2 separate regions of the Danio rerio genome follow, and region 1 is linked to region 2. Evidence: chromatin contacts called from public HiCAR-type data. All regions are on one chromosome and are shown on one strand. Each heading gives the region's core, a stretch centred on a gene start, on an enhancer-like site or on the middle of the called end of the contact. The rest is flanking DNA. Distances are from core to core; before and after follow the strand shown.

What was found. HiCAR-type assays count read pairs that join an accessible place to other places.
Region 1: a contact with region 2 is called in a HiCAR-type map of caudal fin, with 8 times the contacts expected there. The contact joins two enhancer-like sites. A contact is called at or near these places in 2 of 18 Hi-C or Micro-C datasets (caudal fin and hematopoietic stem cells) and 3 of 4 datasets of contacts at active chromatin or transcription factors (caudal fin, embryo and gastrula embryo).

Annotation. Positions count from the first base shown.
Region 1 is chr18:46,242,461-46,249,413 of GRCz12tu, reverse strand. It overlaps a transcript of nectin1b not described here. Among named protein-coding and RNA genes, the nearest start is that of nectin1b, 410 kb to the right of the region's middle. Within about 2 kb of position 3,648, at least 5 of the 62 cell types and tissues checked have an H3K27ac peak or open chromatin away from gene starts, as enhancers often do.
Region 2 is chr18:45,957,202-45,964,130 of GRCz12tu, reverse strand. The region is part of intron 4 of nectin1b (nectin cell adhesion molecule 1b); the gene reads right to left. Among named protein-coding and RNA genes, the nearest start is that of nectin1b, 120 kb to the right of the region's middle. Within about 2 kb of position 5,655, at least 12 of the 62 cell types and tissues checked have an H3K27ac peak or open chromatin away from gene starts, as enhancers often do.

The sequences.
Region 1 (6,953 bases), core at 2,399-4,898, 290 kb before region 2:
ATTTCACCAAAACATGAAAACAAATATTAAGCTATATCAGTTAGAACTATTCAGTTTCGCGAAACAGCTTTATTATTACCTCAACAGCTTCAGCTCTTCAAAATTATGAATAAATGACGACAGTTTCGCAGTGTGACAACAGTCCTATTGCAACTTGTTGGTAGAAGCTGGTACTGCTGAACGTCTCACTATTTTAATACTCAACTCAAAAAAAACTGCGATAAGTGGAATGCGTGTTATGCATATGGTCATTTAAAGTACTTGGATAACTGAATAAATGTTATACACCTAATTCTTTTAACATGGAACACTTTCCAAAAGATCAGGAGCTATCGACAATACATCAGGGGCTTAAAGGGTTTGCAACGCCACTGCTTCAAAATATCTTATTTTGTGTTTAACAAGAAGAAAGAAAATCAAACAGGTTTGGAACAGGTAAAGGGAGAGCAAATGATGACAGAAATGTCAGTTTTGGGTGAACTATCCCTTTAAAACATGAGGATTCTACTGTACAGCACCTTTAAAATCTAATTCAGAATTAAATACAACTTACACTAAATCCATAAACTAAATTGAAATGAACAACACAACACTGGGAATAAAGAAAACAATCTGCAAATGGTTCATAAAGTCACAGAATTACAGCAGAAGGATGGCAAAATATTATTTTACTTGGACTATTCGACTGTTTATGATAATAAAAAAAGTGAAAGAGGCAGAAACTGAATGTAAGATATTCCTTTTAAAAAAAACAATGTCGGTTTTATGTTTGCATTCAAGGCAAGGTCAGTACGGAGCTTTAAACACGGCATGTCTGGAAGGTTGCGCAAGGCTACATTCTCACAACCTCTGAGACTGCCAGCAAATATATGTGTGAATTTCAGTCAATGCTGTTGAGGTGTGAAGGTAAAGAGGTTTCTCCTGTAATCCTTGCATCAGGGCTGAAAGCAGCCGTTCCCTTTGTGTCTCAGCAGATAAAACCCAGACTGAAAGCACAAAAGCTTATACTGCAGTGCGCTGATCTCCATTAGCTAATAATATAGCTTCTTGTTAGAGGCTGTTAACTTGAGCTAAAGTACAGTATCTAGGGTTGTTTTGAGAATGCAATTATATAAAATTAGCTAAAATAATTACTTCTATTATTAGCAATTGAGGGCGGTTTGGTGGCTCAGTGTTTATTGTCGTCTCAAAGCCAGAAGGTCTCTGGTTCGAGTCCCAGCTGGGCCAGTTGGCATTTCTGTGTGGAGTTTGCATGTTCTCCCCTTGTTCACGTGGGTTTCCCCCACAGTCAAAAGACATGCGCTATAGGTGATTAGAATGAACTAAATTAGCTGTAGTGTGCGAGTGAGTGTGTGAATATGAGACTGTATGGGTGTTTCCCAGAAGTGGGTTGCAGCTGGAAGGTCATCCGCTGCGTAAAAACATATGCTGGAATAGTTGGTGGTTCATTCTGCTGTGGTGACCCCTGATATATGAAAGATTAAGCCGAATGAAAATGAATGAGTGAATTATCATATGGGCTCGGTGAAAGATACTTGCTTCCATGTAAAACTTTGGTGCTCCCTCAAGAGGACTATAACTATGTTAGCCTGTTAGCAGCACCCTAACAACTTTCTAGCAACCCTTAAAGTTCCTTAGCAACACCATAGAAACCATCAGGGATATCCTAGCAACACCCTAGCAACTACTAATTGTATCTTTCCAACTGGCCAGCAACCACCAAGGTATTTATCTATCTATACCCGGGGGGCCTAAACTCTGTCCTGGAGGGCCGGTGTCCTGCAAAGTTTTGTTACATCGGCAATCAGACACATCTGGGGTAGCTAGGCTTTCTAGAAACATCCATGCAGGTGGGTTGAGGTGTGCTGGAGCTAAAATCTGCAGGACACCTGCCCTCCAGGACAGAGTTTGAACACCCCTTATCTACACTAATCGTTTCAAACTTCATGATATAAAAAATTTATAATAATATTTAAAAACTTCCAGGCTAGGTTTGCTCAAACCAACATCAAAGTCTGTCTACAAACGTCATTATTAGTACTAATGTGTGACCACAATATTAGACATCATCCGGAAGCTGATTAAGTACTAATCTAAATACAGAGGAAATTCATCTTTAAAGTTGACCCGAGTTCACCGTTATTGAATTCAAGTATTAGAAAAAATATAGAAGTACACTTTCCCCTATTTTTATATATATATAGTTGAAGTAAGAATTATTAGCCCCCTTTTGATTTTTTTTCTTTTTTAAATATTTCCCAAATGATGTTTAACAGAGCAAAGAAATTTTCACAGTATGTCTGATAATATTTTTTCGTCTGGAGAAATTCTGATTATTTTATTTTTTTTTTCGGTTAGAATAAAAGCAGTTTTGAATTTTTTTAAACCATTTTAGGGATAAAATTTTAAGCCCCCTTAAGCATTGTTTGTCAGTAGTTTTTTCAGTACTTTCAAAATTACCCTAACCAGCCTAGTTAACCTAATTACCCTAGTTAAGCCTTTAAATGTCACTTTGAGCTGTATAGAAGTGTCTTGAAAAATATCTAGTCAAATATTATTTACTGTCATCATGGCAAAGATAAAATAAATCAGTTATTAGGAATGAGTTATTACATCTATCTATCTATCATCCATCCATCCATCCATCCATCCATCCATCCATCCATCCGTCTGTCCGTCCGTCCGTCCATCCATCCATCCATCCATCCACCCATCTGTCTGTCTCTCTCTCTCTCTCTCTCTCTCTCTCTCTCTCTCTCTCTCTCTCTCTCTCTCTCTCTCTCTCTATCTATCTATCTATCTATCTATCTATCTATCTATCTATCTATCTATCTATTTAAAGTTTGCATGATCTCCCCGTGTTTGCATGGGTTTCCCCCTTTCCCCCACATTCCTAAGACGTGCTTCAGGTGAATTGGGTAAATTGTCCATAGTGTGGTAAATAGTCTACGGCCTAGTTAACCAAATTAACTTAGTTAAGCCCTTCAATGTCACTTTAAGCTGTATAGAAGTGACTTGAAAAATATCTAGTCAAATATTATTTACTGTCATCATGGCAAAGATAAAATAAGTTTAGTGTTGAGGAAAAATCTTCTCTTCGTTTAACAGAAATTGGGGAAAAAATAAAACAGGGGGCTAATTATTCTGACTTCAAATTTATATATATATATATATATATATATATATATGTATGTCATATGTGTAATTTGCGTATACTGGTGCTTATTGGATGTCTATGACCTTTTCTTCTAAATATCTTCTTCTTTGGGGTTCTTCTGTAAGAATTTTCATTTTGGCTGAACTATATCCCATTGAGACACAGTTTTGGGTGTTCTATATCCCATTAAAACATGGTTTTGTGCTCCTAGAGTCACAATTCATACAAAAAAACACAAGCAAAAACAATCAGACTCAATGCATTCCAGCAAAGAAAACATTCTCACATGTAACCCAACGGCGCAGCTGCTCGTGGGTGTTAAGCCACTGGGTTTTTTTGGCGGAAAATTGGGGCAAATATGTTATGACGACTGCGGCAGCTGTTGCTGACTTTATGATTGGCTTCTAGTTTTGTGTCGAAAGCAGTCAACGTTGGCAGCGAGTGTCAACATGGCAACCGATTCCCCTGTCAAGGGTAACTCATAAAAGTGATGCAGTGTGACTGATGCCCAGCAGGGGGTGAGAGTGTTCAGGGTGGCACCATATGGGCCACAGCCAGTCACATGTCAGAACTCGACTAGACTACCGATTCAAATTATGTATAGACGTGCATCACTTAGATTTAATTACTAAATATGGCAGATGACAGAGTTATTGCAGACAAGGAATCGGTCCAAGAAATATAATATATCACTGCACACAATAAGCAAAAAAGAAAAGCTCTTGTGGCTTTTTTTTTTCGAACACCCGTATCATAAATAACTTTTAATTCTGCCGTTTAATGGATCACCAGCTTGTTTTGCAAGATTTTATTTGGTGCTTCCGTGGCTTTCTAGGAGATTGTGCTGTCATATACTGAATACTGAGTTTGATCGATTTGCTTGTTTGATTGATTTACATAAAAGTGCTTTTGCAGCCAGGAAGGCTTTATTGCGCAGTGGTTGATCTCTCCAGATTTTATGGAGGTCTTTCACTGAAATATCAACGTTGTCTCTGTTTCTCATAAAACTCTTTATGATAAATTACAGGCACAAATGAGGCTCAGTTTGACAGAGTGCGAATATAAAATTAAAACAGTTAGCTCAGGAAGAATCTGATGAAAAAATATTGCAGTTCACTTTGAAATTTATGACTTTTTAGTTCAGAAGTAATTCAGGCATAGTTTTAGACATTACTGAGATCTATTGTGTAACACCATTTTCTACTAAAAAAGAAATATTTTCATGTGTTTGTGATTTGTGTTGTATTTTTGGGTGATCTTTTTGAAACCGGTTTAGAATCTGTAAGAAAATGTACATAAAAGATGTGTGTGTCTTGTTTTCCTAACATTGTGGGGACCAAATGTTTTGGTTGTGGGGCAATTCCTTACATTGTGGGGACCTAATATGCTCACAATTATAGCAATATCAGTAAATTCTGACCTTTAGAATTTTTTTTTTTGGTCCTAATAAAGAAAATAGCTTATAATTCACACAGAATGAAGCATTTTGTAAAAATGAAAAATAAGGGTAGCATTGGGGTGAGAGAATATCACATGCAGATTATTCAGTACTCATTAATTCATTTTCTTATCGGCTTAGTCCCTTTGTTAATCATGGGTCACAACAGCGAAATGAACCGCCAACTTATGCAGCATGTTTTATGCAGCCGATGCCCCTCCATATGCAACCCAGCACTGGGAATTACCCATACACACTCATTTACACACATGCTCTACACTATGGTCAATTTAGCCTACCCAATTCACCTGTAGCGCATGTCTTTGGACTGTGGGGGTAACCGGAACACCCGGAGGAAACCCACGCCAACACGGGGAGAATATGCAAAACTGCACAGGAATGCCAACTGGCCCAGCTGGGACTCGAACCAGCGACCTTCTTGCTGTGAGGTGATTGTGCTACCCACTGCACCACCGTGACGCCCAATTCAGAATCAATTTGAGTATAATTTGAGACATTACTAAGATCTATCGTGATTTTAGATTGCATGATTGCTTTTTTTAGAGGGTCTTTTGGAAATTGGTTCAGAATCTGAAAATAAATATTGTGAGTGTGTTTATCCTGTATTTCTAACAATATGGGGACCAAATATGTTGGTTGTGGGGCAATTCCTTACATTGTGGGGGCCAAATATGCCCACAGTTATAGCAATACCAGTAAATTCTGACCTTTTAGAGACTTTTTTGGTCCTAATGAGGAAAACAGCTCATAATTCACACAGAACGAAGCATTTTGTACACTGTAAAAATGCAAAATAAGGGTAGAGTTGGGGTGAGAGAATATGACACTGATTGTATAGTATTCATACATTCATTTTTTTTTCGGTTTAGTCCCTTTATTAATCAGGGGTCGCAACAGAGGAATGAACCACCAACCTATGCAGCATATGTTTTTTTTGCAGTGGATCCAGCCGCAACTCAGCACTGGGAAACACCCATACACGCTCTTTCACACACAAACACTAACGCCATTTTAGCTTATTCAGTTCACTTATAGCGCATGTATTTGTACTGTGGGGGAAACCGAAGCACCCAGGGAAAACCCACACAAACACGGGGAGAACATGTAAACTCCATACAGAAATGCCAACTAGCCCAGCTGGGGCTCAAACCAGTGACCTTTTTGCTGTGAGGTGATTGTGCTACCCACTGCGCCACTGTGCTGCCAAATTGGGATATAATTGTAATAATATAATATAATATAATTCTAATAATTATTTTATTAATTTACTTTAACTTTCTAACTGGCTTCCTAAAATTAAAAAGGCATTAATTAGAATTTATAGCTACCTAACTTGTATTACTATATGTAACTTACAGATTTAACTTAGAGAAATTTATTTCTGAAGCTTCACACTCGCCTAGAAAAAAAGAGGGAAAAAATGTATTCAAGATGATTCAATAGTACTATAAAGACAGGCAGAAAACAGAATAATGCATTCTCATGAATCTTTAACTGTTGAGTACTCCATCAAACATCCAGGGCACAATGGCTCAGACGCACTTCCAGAGATCCTGAATTGAATGACAGAGCGGCATTAGGATTCCACCCTCAAACCAGGTCTGCCAGCCTCAATAAGGCAAACCTGGGGCAGAATCAATGGCTTTCTCCCCTAGTGCTGTGAGAATCTCCACACACTTTCAAGACTTTACAGAGTCAGACAACTTTCTATAGCCCTCATGATGTCTTCATTATTATCTGACCATGACTGTCTCTCTTTCTCTCTTTCCCGACAGGACGAAGCCTCTGTCCCAGAAGTGTTTTTTTTTTTTCTTTTTTTCCTGACAGCTTCTGATCGCTTGGTTGACTCTCTCTAGATCACAATGACGGACATTTGGAGAACCACTTCACATAACAGCAAACAATGCCGGCACAAGCCTGCGGATCCGTAAACCGCCCCGCGCTGCTCACACTTTGAGCTTGACACTCAGCGTGGACAGTGGAAGCAATTACATGTCACTTCGGGACGACGGCTTTTGGGGCCCAGACTGACCTCTGAGCTTCCTGCTGGCTATTTAAAAGTGATGTTGTCTGAATGCTTCAAACGGAAGGAGAAAAACGCTCATCGCATACATGGTGCGACTTCGTGTGGGATGTGAATTGTAGTCTCATGGATGTATCACTAGCTGTTTGTTAAGACGTGTTTGCAAGTCATGTTGAACAACGACTCAGACTCACTCCCTTTATGTTTTACTAATTTTACAAAAAAAGTATTGCATGCTATCATCTTATAAACATTGCAAGAATTAAATGCTTTGTTTCCATTGAGGACTTAGAGAAATTTGTTCATGATTTTAT
Region 2 (6,929 bases), core at 4,406-6,905:
ATATTATTTGGCTGTCACTCTCACTGTTCTTCCTCAGCTCGAGGCGGTTTTCTATGCATCACCCCAGCACCGAATAAACCCAGCCACTCCAGGGGAATTGGATGGAGCTCTCATCTGCATGCTAATGTTTAACCATCCAACCCAAATGTCTGTATAATCACTTTCACAGCAGAACTCCATCCGGTGAGCGGCCCCCGCCAAACGCTGTGCCATGTGTCATTGTCAGACAGTTACGACTAACTCTCTCCAAAGGAGGACAGACAAACAGACTGAAAAACACGCAATAAAAGACTTTTTCCTGGCCTACATCTGACCCGTTGGGGTTAAGCAGCTCTTATTGAGGTTTTCGCTGATGGCTTTTGCAGGTTTTTCACCCATACAAGCTTCAGGACTCTTTGGGAGACACCTGTTTCTTATCAATGTCCGCTTTTATGAGTTTGCCTCATCTGGTTTTTGGCTTTCAAATGTCCACTTCAAATAAGAATGCATCCCTGTTTGGTAATAACAGACGAAGGCAATAAGCTAATCAGCAAAAAGACATTAAAATGATTCTGGCCATAGTAAACAATGCAATCAAATGTTGATTTCTGTATACAATAAATATTAGCAAAGAAGAAGCAACTACTTGAAGTAAATACCTTCCAGTCTTTTAAAGAGCAAGCAACGAGCCTGTTGGGTAAACAGAACCGAAGGTGCCTGAAAGCGAAATTATTCTAATTTTGCAGAATCAAGTTTGCACGGTGCCAAGTTATTACTTGGATTACATTTCAGAGCTAGACAAATTCACATTCTGAATAATTGCATTTCTGTGGTCGATGCTCATCCATCACTGGGAATGTTCATTCCCCCAAAATGCTTAATCCAACTAAGATGGGGATTTGGAGTTGAGAAAATCTCTTTAACCAGCCTGAAAGGCAATGATCTATATGAGTGAATATACCACACAGGCCTGCCCCAGTCTCCCTCATCCCCAGAACACACGGCACAGTCACAGCACTGAAGTTGTGGGTGTATTTAAAGCATTTAATAATAGAATAATGTTTGCTACTGAAAAGTTAGCTAAAAACTGCTGTTCCAACCCAATGTTCATGTTACTACTCTATTTATATGAATATGAAAACACACTTTAAAAAAAAAAAAAAAGCACACTAGGGAGGCACCAAAATTTAAACTGTAGGTCAAAAATTCTGGATCTATTTGGCAAAAATCTAAAAATCAACAGTGCCAAAAATTTAAAGCAAATCATTTTTAGAATTTATAGTAAAATTAATTATATTTTATAATAAAATTTGTAAGACTTTATTTAACGTAGCAAATAATTAATTTATTAATTTTCCTTAGGTTTCGTCCCTTATCAGGGGTTGCTACAGTGGAATGAACCGGCAACTATTCCGCCATATCAACTGAAATAATACTTAATTTAAAAAAAAAAAGAAAAATAACCCCATTTTATTGGTAGTAAAATTATATGGACAGTGAATGAGTTGAGGCATGTTATTGCCATGACTCTTGCATAATGCATATCCTTTATTAGGAACATTTGGCCTTAAATTTGCAACATTTTATTTTAATTAGTCATTTGAAATTGAAAAGTATGATTATTTGGCATGTTGGATTTTATAGGGTGAAATTGAACAAACATCCATACATACATACATACATACATACTTGAGCTGTACAAAAAGATTGCGATCTCAATTCGACCCCTATAGACGGTCTTAATCCAGCATTTCTACGATTCTGCCAATCATATTTTCAAGGTCAGGAGAGAAGCAAAGGCAGCCGCAAAAGTTTAAGATGTTTTACAAACATTGCTCAGCAATGTGGACACCTCCAAATAGTGTTAAAAATGTCACATATTGTATTTACAAGGTATAATTCACCCAAAAATTTAATTTCTGTCTTCATGCAATGATGTGTTCGCGACCACGAAATCATACGTGACGTGATCTGTTACCACAGAGCGTGCCTGTGAATGAAGTTTACTTTAGATAACAGAACATGCAGAGGCTGTGAATAACAGGTAATCATGTTGTTAATAAGCAAAGCAAATGTCTCACACATAATAATTCTAATAAGGTCTGTTCACAACTGAGCATTTTAACCAACAGTAGAGCTACACACAATATTAATATTATTGTTATTTACCATATGTTTGAGAAATAAAAATAATAGCTCACACATTACCTTTATTTTACATCTACAGGATCATGATCTTAATTTTAAGCAAAAGAATCGTGATTCTCATTTTAACCAGAATCGTGCAGCTCTAATACATACACACGATCTTGATAACCAGATTCGATGAAAACCATATTTAATCCTCAGATGCAGCACATTTTCACCATCTTCACTCAATTGCAATAAAGCTCTAATGTACCAGAAGAACAAACATGCCTACACCAACAAAATCATAGTATAAAACATTGCCTTCTCGACCATGTTCTATGACCATGGCTATGTTCCCTGGAAAAAAAAAAAAATGAAAATAACCCATCATATCAACTATGTCACAGAAATGAAAGCACAGCCAACTAATGTGACATATTTTGAGTGATGGCCTTATTGTGATCTCTTACGTTTTTGCAGACAATGTATTCGGCTCACTGAAGCAGAATGGATCAAGTATGCTGCTGCTGTTTTGGCACAGTTCATTTAATCTTGAGCACCGCTGTGGAAGGTTCATGCGAATAGCTTTCTATGCTGTTAATTTCAGGAATGACATGGCAGACCACATACATCTCTTCTGCTTGAGGATGAGGAATCCAAGATAACCTCTCCAGCGTTCTTAAGACTGATTTATACTTTTTCTTTGACTGATCGCTCTACCCTATGGTGCATCCCCTGCACATTGTGATTCATACTTCTGTGTTCTGTCTGTGTAGCTATGCAACAACACTTTTGTGGAGGTTTCTATGCTCCACTTTGTTGAATTTATTTGCTGATGTTTTGGGTTGTCGCCAGAAATGCTTGAAACTGAGAAGTTGCTCAAACTTAGATAATATTCCATCAAAGAAGAAAGAGGCAAGAACCGCAAAACGTTCAACAACTAAAATCATAAATTAAACACAAGTATCCAACTGTCTTGAGTTCCTAAGCAGGACTTGACACTTGTTAAACAGCGCTCTGCTCCTCCAGCTGTTAGCCCCACCCACACTTGTCATGGCTACCAAGCTGACCAATCACAGACTTTGCACTCAGCGCAATTGTGTTGTGTAGTTACAATTTTTTTTTCTTTTTTTTAAGCGGCGAAGATAAATCCCAGATAAAAATAAAAATGTGGTGCTGTTCCAAAATCTTGAGCTGCCTTGCTGATTACATGTGTGTTTTTAAAAGATATCATAGTAAATTAATTAAACTCCTGTGAGTCAATGTTTAGAACTATTCTACATTTACAGCATTTGTTTGTGTCGAATTGTACTGACAACAACAAAAAAAAAAATCTAGTGGTCATAAAAGTCGATATTGTTATCTTATTGTGAGCATTAGTGTTAAAAAGATGCGCTTAAACACACTGCAAAAAACTTCAACCATTTGATTACTAGCAGGAAAGGTCTATGTCTGCGAGAGGAAATAATGGTTTGTATATCAACAGCTGATTAAGTCCATGTTTGACATTCATTTGAACAGTAGGACTGCAATTACTTTAACATTTATAATGTTATAGATGTTGTAAAACGTAGTCAATTTGCTCTTAAACAGTTTGTCATTACCATGTTGCTAACCTGACAATGCTATTAAAGTTGTCTGTGAGAAGAAATAATGGTCTATATATCAACAGTGATTAATAGACCATGTTTGTCATTCAAAAACTAACATATAAAGTAGGACTGCAGTTACTTCAACATGTATAATGTTATAAACGTAGTCAAGTTGCTCTTTAAAAGTTTGCAATTAGCATGTTGCTAACCTGAAAATGCTATTATTAAAGGTCTATGTCTGCGAGAGGAAATAACGATCTATATATTAACAGTTATTAATAGTCCACATTATTCATTCATTAAAACAGCAGGACTGTAGTTACTTTAACATTTATAATAGTATAAATGCTGTATAAAAATGTAGTCAAGTTGCTCTTCAACAGTTTGTCCTTAACATGTTGCTAACCCGACAATGCTGGTCTATGTCTGCTAGAAGAAATAACGGTCTATACATCAACAGGTGATTAATAGTCCATGTTGGTCATTCAAAAACAGACATAAAAGTAGGACTGCAATTACTTCAACATTTATAAATATTATAAAATGTAGTCAAATCGCTCTTTAACAGTTAGCATGTTGCTAACCTGACAATGTCATATTAAAGGTCCATGTCTGCGAGAGGAAATAATGTCTATATCAACAGGTGATAAATAGTCCATGTTTGACAATCTTTTAAACAGTAGGACTGCAATTACTTCAACATTTACAATGTTATAAATGTTGTATAAACAGTCAAGATGCGTTTTAACAGTTTGTCATTAGCATGTTGCTTACCTGACAATGCTATTAAAAGGTCTATGTCTATGAGAGGAGATAACAGGCAGTATATCAACAGGGGATTAAAAGTCTATGTTTGACATTCAAAAAGTGACATATTAAGTAGTGCTGCAGTTACTTCAACATTTCTAATGTTATGAATGTTGTATAAATGTAGTCATAATACTCTTTAACAGTTTGTCATTAGCATGTTGCTAACCTGACATTGTGAAAGTCTATAATAATATTATTATTAATAATAATAATAATAATAATAATAATAATAATAATAATAATAATAATAATAATAATCAAACAAATGAATTTTTTTTCATATATAATTAATAATCAAAATGCATTCCTGGATTGTACTTCTCTAAAAAGAATGCTGCTTTTGGCAATAAGCAAGCATTTTAGAAGACAACATAATTACATTTTGGAACAGCCTTCATGTTGCGAGCTCACCTATGATACCTTAAAATCTTGCCTACAAAAGATTTGGAACGGAGCCAGTGTCTTTGCCAAGTCTGCAGCATTTGAATAAAGCAAACAGTCACATTTGATAACTAGTTTCCAGCACAGGATCATGCAAGACAATGACAGAACAAGGCCACTACAACAACAGTTTGCATAAAGCATTTTGAAATCAAGGTTACCAAGAAATAAGACAACTCCCTTTAAAAAAATCTAAACAATAAACTTAAAATAAATAAAAAAATTAAAAAAAACACAAACTGTCATCTTAACTCATTTCAAATGCACAAGTGAACTGGAGTTCAATGACTGCGTGCAGTGACTGATGAAATCAATAAATAGAAACTGGCTTTTAAATGCGCCGCATTGTTTAACACTGTCAAAGAAAAAGCATTTAAAGGTGTTAAATGACATTAAAGCGTGACTGCAACTGCTAAAATCATGTCCCTTTACCCATTCCGTTTCAATTCACACCTACGTAATATATTCTGATGTGAATTGAGAATGGTTTCAAATAATATGGGACTCCAAGTGTCAACGCGAGTAAACTAATGCAAAACTAATGAATGCTTTACTTGTGAATAAAACAGATTTTCAACACATTTGGAAATACAATTGAGGAGTGTTAACCATCTGTCTGAATATACCCCGCTTTTATATGGGTGGATGGTTTTACACCCACACACACACACCCACACACACACACACACACACACTTGTTTGCCAGTTTAACCATCTATTGTGGGGGTCACAACAGCTTGTATATCACTTAGACCTTCAAAGAGGACTGACATTAATAGACCCACCTTTTGACCTCAAAGTGAATGACCAAATTCCTGTCATTGCACATAAAGAAAGGGGTAAAGCCATTTTGACTTGAAAGAGCAAAGCTTTAGCAGCAAACAACGTATATTTCGCCCCCCCCCCTGATTCGAATCGTTCTCATGCACATCCGCGAAAGACCCCGGGCCATCTGATATTGCTCATCGTAGAGCGTTGGCAAAACTCACAAATTAAAAATGCCACTCAAATATGCCTTTCACAGTCAATGGGATAATCAAAACACGCAAAGGGGGGAAATATCACAAGATGTTCTTCTTCTTCTCTCTTGATTGAACCACTTCAAACAAAATTCAAACATGATTCCTCCAGCCAGGAAAATAATCCTGATCTTTTACATGAACCGCAGGATCATCTCTACACAAATCAGGCAAGACTTTGTGATCAAAGAGCAGAACGCAGAGAATCAGCTGTCGTGCTCTGCGGAAAAAAAGGGGACTCGTGGGTAACAAGGCCAACCGGGTATTTGCTCTATTCTGATGTTAGTAAAATATTAAAGGCGACCTGATATCTGAATTTATCCTATTCACAGTGCATCCCATCTAAATGCAATCTGATTTTATCAGTTCATTACTTCAAAAGAAAATAAAAATGACATTCGCTCTTTTTTTGTGGAGAAAATACATAAATAGCATGCTAGAAATACATTTTTGATTAACAGTTCAGCACTTCAGCTGATTGAGGCACTGGAAACATGTAGTTATGTTATGAAATGATGTTCACAAAAATAAAATAAAAACTAGCTACTTATTATCATGGCAGTTTATTAATACGTATAAAGAACATATTTGCCATGATCTTTATTGACATTTCTAATCCTACCCAATACCTAACCCTATCTCCTAATATTAATAAGCAGCAGTTTAGGAATATATTTAGGCACAAATCATGGTTCAAAAAAATAAATAAATAAATAAAAAATGAAACAGACATTTCAGACATCTATATTGCACACTAGGCATGGGCCGGTGTAAGATTCTGACAGTATGATAACCTTAGATAAAAAAATATCACGATTTCGCAGCTATATTTCTGAATTATTTCTGATACTTTAGCAATAACACTTCTAAAACACTAGTAGACAGTAGAGTTTCTATACTACACAGCGTCAAGTACTGGGTTTATAATGCATATTTTTATGTTTACAATGCTACTGTA